3 separate regions of the Mus musculus genome follow, and regions 1 and 3 are each linked to region 2. A link is a contact called in public Hi-C and HiChIP or PLAC-seq data. All regions are on one chromosome and are shown on one strand. Each heading gives the region's core, a stretch centred on a gene start, on an enhancer-like site or on the middle of the called end of the contact. The rest is flanking DNA. Distances are from core to core; before and after follow the strand shown.

Region 1 (4,303 bases), core at 746-3,245, 800 kb after region 2:
GGTTGCTGGAAGTGTTCAAGAACTAAACATGGAAGAAAGAAAGGAAGGGAGAGAAGAAAGGAAGGGAGGGAAGGAGGGAGGGAGGGGGGAGAGAGGGAGGAAGGAAGGGAGAGAGAGAGAGAGAGAGAGAGAGAGAGAGAGAAAGAAAGAAAAACTGATTAAATAATGAGTCTGTGATCATGCAGTTTGAAGCCAAACCCAGATGGCAGGCAAGTGTCCTCTACTGACTCACAACCCCAACTACGACAACGTTAACAATCTTTCAGTGTTGGCAAGGATATTGATTTATTCCACCTGATTAGGCAAGGTTCAGAGATTTATAAGAAAGAACATCTAAAGGGTCAAAGCTTCAAACCTTGCAAAATTCAAAGAAAATCTTCTCTGTAAATGACATTTGTCACTTAAGAGAATGATATGTGCTCTTGATCAACATTAAAAAGGTTATCTTCTTTTTCTTTCATATTTGGTTTTCTCAGTTTAATGGTCTAATAACTCAGACTGTTGTTGTGTAAGGTTTGCGTGATGTGGGAAATTATCCAGTAAGAAGGTTTGTCTCTCAGCATCCTGACGCTCCCAGGGTAACACAGGTTTGGGAAAGGCAATGGATCTTATCTCTTGGGTAGACTGATGAGCACACTCAACGCTCTCAGGGAAGCCAGGAGCAGTGGCTGCTGCCTGCAGTCAGTCACTCAGAAGCCAGGGCGCCTCTTGAACTCAGGAGCATAAGGCAAGCTGAGCAGAATAAAAGACTGTCTGCATTCTGAAAAATTAAAGAATAAAAAATCCAAACAAACGCCAAGCCTGAAGGACCCTCTGGTAAAGAAGCCGTTTAAAGCCCGAGTTAGCATTTCCCAAACGTTTATGTCTACCTAGATCATTTTCCCTGAGACATCTATCTTGCAGAAATGATTTCACAAAACACGGTTTAGGAAAATATGGGGGTGGGTGGGGGGTGGAGACCAATTGTTTTGGGGAATGGGGGGATCATTTGTCTATACTTAAAGTTCTTTTAAAAACAAGTCCAGAAATATGTATAGCTCAGTGGTAGGGCACTTCCCTAGCACACATGAGGCTCCAGGTTAGATTCTAAGAACCACAATACTACTACTACTACTACTACTACTACTACTACTACTATTACTACTACTACTAAAATGAAGTAAAGTAAAACAAAGTACCAAATCTTCAACGGATATAATTGGGAAAAAAATTTAAGGAGCCAAATTGTCTCTTAATTATAATTTGGAAAGCACGTGGCTCTGCTAAGCATTATAGTGTTATATACCTTAAGAACACTATATGAAGTAAGGGTATTCTTTGGAAAACGGTACCTTAGCAAAATCCCATAGCAGAATTTAAAAGACCCAGTGTTGAAAATGTTAAATTATTTTGCAGAAGCATCTCTTTTTCATCATCTCAGTAAACATCCTCACTTAGAAAAGGGGCATAGTGGTTCATTTTCTAGTTGTAATCCAAATGTTATGTAATCATAATTTGGTTCCCTCCTCCCCAGGGTCAGTAAATCACTTAGTAGTCAATGAACAAAGAGGCAGACATCGTGTTAAAATGTGAAGAGGCAAGGATGACAAGGGAGAAGAGGGGAGGGACGGAAAAAGGGAAATGTAGTGAAAAGGGAAATGGAAACACATCCCATGCAACTTTCTGTCCATTTTCCAAAACACCAAGACTTCGAGAGAAAGAGATGCGACAAAATCACCAGTGTGTCAGCCCAAATGCCAGGAAGCTAGCCACCTCTACCCCAGTGAGATTGAACGCGGAATTAAATCTGCCAGGACGGCAGTCATTAGTCATTTGTTCAAATTTAGATTAGTTTCTAATTATTAAGGCTCGGGTGTATGCTGAAAATTAGTAACAGCTGTGCAGAAATTGTGCTCTACCTGCGAGGGAGAGAAGGGTAGGCTTTTGACAGGGGAACGCTTGAGAGTTGAGCTGATGACGTCAGCAAAGAGGGAGGGGCTAGGCTCTCCAGCGGCTAGGGGGCTGGCCTGGCCCCGCCTTTTTCGTAGGACGACCAGCGGAACCTTGCTGTGCCTCGCTTGGGGTGAGTCTGGGCCGAGGGATGCCTCGCTCAGCACTCGCCTGGTCACCCTCAGGCTAGGCTCTCCTGCAGATCTAGTCCCATGGCCCTCTCTTTGCTGAAGCTGGAAGGCTTTGCCTGTGGGCTGCTGGCTAGGTGAAAAAGCTGCCGCTTCTTCAGAGAATTCAAAACTGCTGAGATCACACCACGAAGAATCCTGAAACAACGTGGGAGGCACAGAGCTTCTGAGATGGTATGCAAGTGACAGCGCCACCATCACCCAAACACAGCACTGAAAGAGCAATGGACGAAAACGCTGGGCCTGCCTGCCTGCCTGCCTGCTTTCTAGCTCAGGGATTACAGCGGTGCATGGGTTGTCTTGCACATCTGCTGTGGAGAGCTCAGGCACTCTCTTTTGCATGCAATTTAAAGCAAACAGAAAACATTTCTAGATGATACATTATGGCAATAGCTGGCCCTGTCCCGTGTGAAGGGAATAAGTGCTTTTTAACCAATTAGGAGACCAAGAAAATGAACTGAGTGACTGCTGAACTCAAATTTGTTTCACTCAAGATGGTTCAAGATGGTTTATTTTGGTGTTACTATGATTGTCAATCAATTTACAGTATGCTGTAGAGAGATCTATATGCCCCACCCTTGAACTGAAAGCTTAAGGTTACGAGGAAACGTAAGTCCAAATGTGCTGTCCCAAAACAGACAAAACAAAACAAAAAGCAAGCAAAACCAAAACAACAAAGAAATTTTCTAGAGAATCACAAAGAAGTAAGCAAAATATATAAGAAATTTGTTAAAATAGTTCAGACACAGCTCTCATTCTGAGCCCTTTGTGGTAAGTCAGAACTTCATTAATTCACACCTGGAAGGCAAACAATTTTGGGTGGGTAGCCTACAAAATCAAGACCACTGAGAGAAGTGGAATCGTAAAAGCTAAGTCTTTCACTTTACATGAATGTAGGACCAAACCGTATTTGCTATAGAAAATGGCAATGATTTATGCTATACCAATTCTCAATTCCTCTTCCAGAAACATCAACGTGCCTTAGCAATTCTACTTACAGAATCTATAAACTGGAGTGTTTCTGCAAATTCTAAGAGGTTCTTAACATTGTCCAGAATGGTGCCCTGGTGGACGATCATGCACCTTGCTGGTGAGGCACTTTCTTCAGGTAGGGAGCCGGGATCTGCAGGCAGAGATGGGGTGGCATGGTGTTCTCCCAAACAGGAAACAGGTGCACTATCCCCATGAGGTCTGGTCTGGTCCACAATGGAGGTGCTGTGCCACCCGGGGTAGCTGCAAGTGTGGTTCTGTGTCTGGGGAAGGGGGTGTGTAGAAATAAGGATGGAGAGAAGAAAGGAAGAAGAAACTTAGCAACTATGTTGCACAAGGTATCAGATGCTGTTGGAGGCAAGATAAAAAGTGGTTGCTTCATCCAAAACTCAAGCCTGCCAGACAGTTGTCAAGATGTTTCCTTTTTGACAGCTTTGCAATAGCTCTCCAATTTATACCTAGAGGATTGCTTCAGTTGCTAAGATTTTAGTCAAATGTTAAACCTTGGGACTGCTACAAAATACAAGTCTTAGATGTCTTAGAATTCCATTGGAGTTTAATTTAAAAACAGTTCCCCATTGCTATGACTTAAGAATGGTCCTATTTGCATGTTAAGCCCTTGAAAGCATTCAAGGGTTAGAATTGCTTCTATCTGTACATATCCTGTTGCTTCTATTCTTTTCTTTTTTTTTTTTTTTTTTTTTTTTTTTTTTTTTGGCTATAGGTTGCACTGATGCAAGCTAGAGCTGCAGAGTATATGTGGTTGGGAAAGTAGATCAAGTTAACAGAAGTCCCCTTACAGCATGTCCATGCAAGAGAAGAAATTGCAAAATAGTAACTAAAGTTCAAAAGTGGTTGAACTAGCACAAGTACATTATTTTATTATTTAATAACAACAACAAAGAACATTTCACCTGAAGAATCGCTAGTGGGTATCACCTTTCACATACTCACTTCTTGGCTAAACTACCAAAACTCCAAAGTTTGCTTTTTCCGTGAGCTGCCCATTCAAGGATTCAGAAACGGTCTATACAAGAGCTAGAGCTGGATCCTGTGTGTGTGTGTGTGTGTGTGTGTGTGTGTGTGTGCAATGTAGCATGTCTGAGACTCTAGGCTCAATTGTCAGTACAAAAAAAGAAGGGAAGGGGTTGTCTCAGTCTGAAAGGTGACTGCCATGCAATCGTAAGAACCTGGAT
Region 2 (4,158 bases), core at 45-2,544:
CAAAACAACCAAAAACCAAAAAACACATTTCTCCAGAGAGTTTATACAGTCTTGGTTGTTTCTTTTCAGAAATGCTGTATTATTTTTTATTTTTTATTTTTGGTTTTTTTGAGACAGGGTTTCTCTGTGTGGCCCTGGCTGTCCTGGAACTCACTCTGTTAACCAGGCTGGCCTCGAACCCAGAAATCCACCTGCCTCTGCCTCCCAAGTACTGGGATTAAAGGCGTGCACCACCATGCCCAGCCTTATTATTTTTTAAGAATATACATATATTCATATATATATGTTATATATATACATATATTTATATATATGTAATTTGTTTTTGTTTTTTGTTTTGTTTGGTTTTTTGAGACAGGGTTTCTCTGTATAGCCCTGGCTGTCCTGGAACTCACTTTGTAGACTAGGCTGGCCTCGAACTCAGAAATCCGCCTGTCTCTGCCTCCGAGTGCTGGGATTAAAGGCATGCGCCAACCACTCCCAGCAATTGTTAAGATTATTAAAACATTCCTAAGAAAGGAAAAGAAAATGTAAGAATTTCAAAACTTAATGCTCATGTCCTCATGACATGCCAAATCTTTAGTTATTTAACTGAGGTTTTGTAATTAAATACATTACTACAATTAAATATCAATTTGTGAATTGGGTTGTGGTGAGTATAGCTATGACCAGTGTATATAACTCTGCTTTCCATAATCTCTTACTGTCAATACAAAACAAGGGTTTTTTGGTTTTGTTTTGGTTTTGATTAATTAAAGCTTTTTTGCTTTTCATTAGCTTTCAAAAGTTTGAAAGGTAAAGGTGTAAAAAAGCCTTAGGGTCAGCGAGATGGCTCAAGCAGCCTGCTACCAAACCTGAGGTCTCAAGTTCTATCCGTGGATCCTACACAAATTGTCCTTTGGCTTTGAAACAGGTACTTTGGCATGTGCATGTGTAGCGTGCACACACTAAGACATGTAAACAACTAGACTGGACAGTGTGGCTCAACATGAGTAATCCCAGCATTTAGCATAACGGCTAGATATTTTCGCAGAATGACTAAACAATTACAAGTGGGCGGATTCTTTGTTGAATGTTGGGAAGGCTTGACACCTTACTGGCAAAGGACTGAGTGAAGCACAAGTTGCAAAGGCAGAAGACACAATTCCGAATGCTGGGGGCACGGTGCGCATGCGCCTTTCGAATGCGCCTATTGGCTCTTACCCTTCCAATCACCGGCGGCGTCCTCCGGCGGCGTCCAATAGGGATAGACTCCGAACTCCGGCCCGCGAAGCTTGATATTCCAGGCTGGGGTCGAGTCGGAAGCGGCGAGCGATTCCGGGAAGAAGCTACTCTGCGGCTGTAGGTCGCGTCCGGAGAGTTTCCCCGGCCGCCTGGCGCCGTGCAATGCCGCGGGATGGTGAGTGGCACGGGCTCCGTTAGGCCTCGGCTTCCGGTCGGTGGCCGGTGACGGACGGACGGACGGAAGCGCGGGCGGGTGGCGTTCCTCGCGGGGTGAAGAGAGCGGCTGGGCGGTTCTCTCCAGGGGCAGCAGAGCTCCAGGGATGGTGATCTTGGCTGTCGCACATTTGCTTGTCAATCCCTTTACACACACACACACACACACACACACACACACACACACACACACGGTAAGATAGCAATGGAATTTAGTAAAGTGCTCTTTCTTTCCTTTTAAGTCTCTCTTCAAAATAATAGCTCTCCAGGAGCAATCACTTGATGGTGTCATGAAAGGTCTCTGTGGTTTCCTTAGTGCGGTCTATGTAGCAGTTACCTGTCAAGAGTAATAATTGATAACTTCTCTTCTAAGGTACCAACGAACAGCGTTTTCTTGAACTTCCTTCACCAATGTCTTTCATTCTAAATATATTAAGAAACGTGCTGGAATATTTTGGTGTTCCCGTAGACCAGGTAAAAGTCTTTTATTAATTTTGCTAACTTTATTTTTGGGTCTCGTTATTGTCGTTGCTTTGAGACAGGATATGGTGCAGCTTAGGCTAAAAGTCTGGATTTTGCTGCTATTCTTGGGTCGTTTTTGTTCTTTGAGCCAGGCAGGGCACTATGCAGTTCAGGCGTTCCTTGAGCTCCTGATCCCCCCCCCCTACCAATGGGAGGAAGTTAGGACAGAAACTCAAAACAAAGCAGGAACCTGGAGGCAGGAGCTGATGGAGGAATGCTGATAACTGACTTGTTCCACCAGCTTTCTTATAAAAATTAGGGCCACCTGCTCAGGGGTGTTACCACCCACCACCACCTACCAATGGCTGATTACAGATGGACAGTGTGCCATTTTGAACATGTTCTCTGCCCTGATTAGTTTTTATTGTCAACTCGGTATTAGAGTCTTATGGGGAGAGGAACCTCAAGAAATAGCTTAGATTACGTTGGCTTGTGGCCCTGTCTCTAAGTGAGTGTCCTTACTGTTCATAGTTGTGGTAGGGCCCAGCCCTGTGGAGGATACCATTCTTGGGATAATGAGTTCTGAGCTGTATAAGAAAGCTAGTTGAGCCTGAGCCAGGGTTTCTGCTTCTATTCCTGCCTGACTTCCCTCAATGATGATGAATCGTGACTGGCTAGTTTCATTTCAACTTGACACAAACTGTAATGATCTGAGAAGAGGGAACCCTGATTGAGAAATTGCCTTCCAAAAGTCAGGCTATAGGCTAGTCTGTAGAGCATTTTCTTTTTTTTTTTTTTTTTAAAGGGTAGCCAGTCATACTTTTTTTTTTTTTTTTTTTTTTTTTTTAAGATTTATTTATTTTATATGTAAGTACACTGTAGCTGTCTTCAGACACTCCAGAAGAGGGAATCAGATCTCGTTAGGATGGTTGCGAGCCACCATGTGGTTGCTGGGATTTGAACTCCAGACCTTTGGAAGAGCAGTCTGGAAGAGCAGTCGGGTGCTCTTACCCACTGAGCCATCTCACCAGCCCCGAGCATTTTCTTAATTAGTGATTGATGTGGGAGAGCCCAGCCCATTGTGGGTGGTAACACCCCTGAGCAGGTGGCCCTAATTTTTATAAGAAAGCTGGTGGAACAAGTCAGTTATCAGCATTCCTCCATCAGCTCCTGCCTCCAGGTTCCTGCTTTGTTTTGAGTTTCTGTCCTAACTTCCTCCCATGATGACATTTTTTCCTCCCCACGTTGCTTTTGGTCATGATGCTTCTCATAGCAGCAGATAGAAAACAGCAAAGTCACACCATGTGTGTTAGTACAGGCCTCAGTTGTTAGAGAGACTGAGACAGAGGGATCTACATTTCAGGGTCACCTTAGGCTACAGAGTGAGTTGAAGACCTTCTTGGGCAGCTTAGTGAGACTCCATCTCAAAGTCAAAGGGCATGAAGTAGGGCTAGGATATAAGATACGTGGCTCTGTGGTAGAACACTTGCCCAGTATGAGCAAGGCTCCCAAGGTCAATCCCAAATTCCGGAAAGAAAGCCTCTGTGTAAACATTGCAGTCTTTGTTTCGGTGTGAGAAGGATGAGTCTGCAGTAGTGCACCGTTGATAGTGTGGTATTCATAGGGGTCCTTTACTCTCTCAGTCAGAGCCCAAGAAGACACAGAGGATCACCACATAGTTAGGGTTGTTATCCTTGTTCTCATATGGCTCACTATTTGTAAAAGTCTTTTGCATTTGGGAGGCTGAGGCAGGTTGGTCTCTGTGAATTTGAGGCCAGACTGAAAATAAAATTATTTTATTGCTTCTTCATAGCTGTAATTTTACTACTGTTATGAATCTAATGTAAATATCTTATGTGTGACCCCCCCCCCCAAAAAAAAAAAACAATTGACACCCGCTGGTTGAGAACCACTGGTTAGAGTTTCAGAATAGCCAGGGCTACGTAGACCCTATCTCAAAAACACAAACACATGCAAAATAATGAGTGGCTTACAAAATGGTAAATTATCCGTAAAGATGGTGGAATGAATTAGAAAAAGTATCAGGGGTAATGCCAAGATTTTAAACAAAAGTAAGTTGAACTATGATGTTGCCCAGATGAAAAGGCAAGAGCATGATGAGAGGAACTCAGTCAGGCAGAGGGATGGTTGGGACATGTGGTCGAAATGTCCCACAGACAATTGAACATACTGGTCTAGAAGGGCCTAGGATAGAAAAAACATCCCATTAGGGAGTTTGTTGTGTTCTGTTGATGTCTG
Region 3 (3,774 bases), core at 713-3,212, 530 kb after region 2:
TAGAGGCCCACACACAGTAGGAAATCGTCCATAGAAAGAGCACAGGCCACCTTAGAGCTGCAGAGGAAGGTGTGCAATCAAATCAGCCTGTTCCTTGCATCTGCAGTACTGTGTTGGTTCAGATTCTTACAGAAGGCAAGAAAAACAGAGATGTGAGGGGGGCATAAAGAGGGAATTGTGGGAAGGTCAGGAGGCCAGGGGCAGGAAAATTTGCAAGGACCTCTACGGCATGTTGCAGGCTGTTGTACTTTACTCAGAACTAAACAAAATTGTCTGCATTTGGTAATTACAAGAGTGTATTCTGGTTAATTAAAAACAGTTTATCATATTAGTAGTTAATAATATCTGACAATGGGACACAAATTTCCTTTTATTATTATTATGAATTCAAAATTAACATTAATGCTTGGGGAAAGCCTTAGAAAGCAACAACTCTGAGTCCCTGGGACCTTTCACCCAATGATGGTTTTAACATTGCTTTGAGCAGTTTCATCTCATAAATAAATTTATTACTAGAAATTGAACTCATTATCAACTTTCCACTCTCACTCCCTAGACACACACACACACACACACACACACACACACACACACACACACACACGAGACCGGAGCTCTATTTTGTAGCCCAGGCTGTCCTGGAACTCATTACATAGTTCAGGCTGGCTAACTAAAAAGGTTTTTGTTTTTTTTTTTCTTATTTTCATATAGGCTTTAGGAAGGTATTGCTATAAACAAAAACACCACACACACACACACACACACACACACACACACACCAAGAACAGTAATCTGTCAATAGAATTAAGTAAGTTAGGAACCTCAAAACTTGAGTTAAGGAATTTTGTGTTAGCCATTAGTATTATTTAACCTCAGCCTTCTAATGATAAAAGGGATGATGTAAATATACTCTATTATTTAAAAAACCCTGTGGCATATGCATCCTAAGAAATAATACAGATAAGCTGTTTACCTGTCATTGGTTCACAATTCCATGACCTACATCAACAGACCTTACTCACAATAACAAATAAAAATGGTTTTTGTTGTTATTTTTAAAAGTCTTACTAGGTAGCCCTGGCTGGCCTGGAACCCTCTGGGTAGCCCAAGCTAGACTCAAATTCATAGAGACTTACTTATCTCTGCTTTCTGAGTGCTAGAATTAAAGATGTATACCACCAAGTCTGACCTGTTGGTGCCAAAGCTATCATTTCATAATTACATCTGTTTTCTGTAAACCAGTAAACATATAGATTGTGTGTGTGTGTGTGTGTGTGTGTGTGTGTGTGTGTGTGTGCATGGCTCACTAGATGTGTACATATGTGTGTAGGGTGCACATGTGCAGACAGCAGAGGACAACCTCTCAAGTCCTTTCTTGGGCATCTTCCAGCTTTTGGGTTTCAGACAGGGATCTCCCTGGCCTAGGGCTTCTTCACGTAGCCTAGGCAAGCTGGCCAATATGCTACAGGAGTCCCCTGCCTGTCTCCTTCTCTCCATCCTGGAACTGCAAGCATGTGACAATATTTCTAGTCTCTTCACATAGCTTCTGGGAATCAAACTGAGCAGTTTCTGCTTATGAGGAAGGAGGTTTATTGATGAAACATCCCACTGACCCTGAACTTCATTATAAAATTGAGAACCAAGGCAATCACACAGGGCTGGCTGACCAGCAAAGGGAGAAGAACCTAATTTGAACTAACCTGTTAATGGTTTCATTATTTTCCCTTAGTGGAGCATGGACGCCATTCATAACCAGCTTAAGGGAGCATTCACTTTGTCATAATAGCAACTAGAGAAAGTATCCTATACACAATATCACAAACTAAAGATCAAAAACCACGCAGACAGATCCTGGCCACTACTGCGAACCTGAAAATGTCGTTTCATCCTCACAGGGTTCCAGACAATACACAGTTCTAAAGCAAAGAGCCCACAAAAACCACAGTAGGGAAATAAAGACAGATAGCAGTTGCATCATGGTGCCGGAAGCCAGCGTTCAAGAAACTGAAGCACAACACAGTGCTTAGATCCTACCCGTCAGCCCAGTTTCTCTGGGCTACTTCCCGGTCGGTTAACCTGGAAGATTCTTATGTTCAATTCCTTTCCCATTTGGACTCCATCCTGCTTCTCTAAATTAAAGATGGAGAAGAGACATTAATTTCAGTCGTGTTATCAACTTCCTAATCCAAATTTAAAATTCACAGTCATTCAAAGTAAATACACACAGCATGTCGCAAAAGGACTTTGTTCAAAGACACCTCAAGAAAGTATGTTAGCTATGACTGGCACACGGACACCCCCTAACCAGGAGGAGCTGGAGATAAACACAGGCGTGGAGTTTATACCAGCCAAACAGGAAAGCCTCAGAGATTTTTTTTATACTGTGTCTTCCATGGAAGGTGGAACTTCCTTTCTTGTTTAAGTTCAGACTTCATCAGAAAAGCAAAGCTAGAAGCTCTTAGAGCCAATGTCTTAGAGCCAATATGATGGTTTGATGGAAAGGGTGAATCAGTCTGCCTGAAAATGTCCTTTATGGTCTTACATAATTATGAACTCTTATTAATAAGATGGCTTTAGCTCCCTCCATAAATCTCAGCATATAGTATCATAACCAACATTAAAAAGTTGTAGCTCTGTAGGCACTTACAGAACATAATAAAACATACCTTCGATAGGTACGTTCAAGTGCATTTGTAGCATTAAGGAATATTTCTCATTGAAAAGAGCAGAGAAGAGAATCGGAAAGAACTTTATTTCACAAATATTTCTGTGAATATTAATTGAGATAAATCCCTAGGACCATCACAAAATCATGTTTTATATAGGAAGGGCGCGATTATGACTAAGAACTTTGACATAAGGTTACCAAGGAAGATCCAGCACAAGAAGACCTTGTCCAGGAACCCAACCCTCAGATGAAGTAGTTTTAGGGAGTGGTGCTGTTAGGAGGTGTGTCCTTATTAGAGGAGGCGTGGCCTTGTTGGAGTGGGTGTGGCTTTGTTGGAGGAAGTGTTGGAAAGGAAGTAGTTTTATCTAACCGTATGTCACAATTCTCATTCTCTCAGTGGCCTGATATTTTTCTGATGAAGTTTACATTAAAGTGAAGCCCATCTTACATGTATGACGTGTCTCTTAGTTTTGATTTACTGCTGTGAACAGACACCATGACCAAGGCAGTTCTTATAGAGGACAACATTTAATTGGAGCTGGTTTACAGGTTCAGAGGTTCAGTTCATTATCATCAAGGTGGGAGCATGGCAGTGTCCAGACAGGCATGGTGCAGGCAAAACTGAGAGTTCTACACCTTCATCTGAAGGCCGCTAGGACACTGCCTCCCACATGGTTAGGAGGGTCTCATTGCCCAGTCCCACAGTGACACACTTCCTCCAACAAGGCCACACCTCCTATTAGCCCTGCTCCCTAAGCAAAGCATGTTTAAAACCACTACAAGGTGGAATGAAAAATGAACCTCTATCATTTCCAGTTCAGCTGGTCGATTTCATCTTTCCACATGTAAGTCTGCATAAGAGAAATGTAGATGGAAAAAAAAGGTGAAGTTTGAGGTGATCGGGGCGTTGAATTTCACTGGAAAGTAATAAGTGGTAATAAATGAGAGTTAGGACTGTGACCCAGAGAAGAAAGCACTGAGTAAGTCAGGTGGCTAATGAACACGTGAGAGAAGAGAAGGCTGCAGCTGTTTCTCATAGGACTCTTAGGAACAACTCGTAAGAAAATGACTTTATCCATCTTCATAAAAACAAACAAAAGAGCTAA

What was found. A called contact is a pair of places that touch in the nucleus more often than the background predicts. HiChIP or PLAC-seq counts read pairs in DNA pulled down with a chosen protein or histone mark.
Region 1: a contact with region 2 is called in a Hi-C map of LSK cells, with 6 times the contacts expected there. The contact joins the enhancer-like site here to the promoter of Mtfr2 in region 2. A contact is called at or near these places in 4 of 39 promoter capture datasets (the C10 cell line, cranial neural crest and liver), 12 of 484 Hi-C or Micro-C datasets (CD8 T cells, LSK cells, Th1 cells and 8 more), 7 of 115 datasets of contacts at active chromatin or transcription factors (bone marrow-derived macrophages, craniofacial prominence, effector CD8 T cells and 4 more) and 2 of 9 other capture datasets (adipose tissue and macrophages).
Region 3: an H3K4me3 HiChIP or PLAC-seq map of bone marrow-derived macrophages shows a contact between it and region 2, with 9 times the contacts expected there. The contact joins the enhancer-like site here to the promoter of Mtfr2 in region 2. A contact is called at or near these places in 2 of 39 promoter capture datasets (cranial neural crest and second pharyngeal arch cranial neural crest), 1 of 484 Hi-C or Micro-C datasets (bone marrow-derived macrophages), 8 of 115 datasets of contacts at active chromatin or transcription factors (the 230-238 cell line, acute myeloid leukemia, bone marrow-derived macrophages and 3 more) and 4 of 9 other capture datasets (adipose tissue, liver, macrophages and 1 more).

What each region holds. Positions count from the first base shown.
Region 1 is chr10:21,143,071-21,147,373 of GRCm38.p6, forward strand. Myb (myeloblastosis oncogene) reads right to left here. Exons shown (of 16, transcript NM_001198914.1): 9 at 3,116-3,370; 10 at 1,899-2,255; 11 at 1-22. Among named protein-coding and RNA genes, the nearest start is that of Myb, 16 kb to the right of the region's middle. Within about 2 kb of position 1,996, at least 149 of the 459 cell types and tissues checked have an H3K27ac peak or open chromatin away from gene starts, as enhancers often do. A contact at or near this core is called in adipose tissue, craniofacial prominence, epiblasts and 2 more, where this site is marked.
Region 2 is chr10:20,346,525-20,350,682 of GRCm38.p6, forward strand. Mtfr2 (mitochondrial fission regulator 2) reads left to right here and starts at 1,295. Exons shown (of 7, transcript NM_027930.3): 1 at 1,295-1,399; 2 at 1,811-1,911. The coding sequence starts at 1,387.
Region 3 is chr10:20,880,844-20,884,617 of GRCm38.p6, forward strand. No RefSeq gene overlaps it. Among named protein-coding and RNA genes, the nearest start is that of Gm33510, 44 kb to the left of the region's middle. Within about 2 kb of position 1,963, at least 90 of the 459 cell types and tissues checked have an H3K27ac peak or open chromatin away from gene starts, as enhancers often do. A contact at or near this core is called in the 230-238 cell line, acute myeloid leukemia, bone marrow-derived macrophages and 2 more, where this site is marked.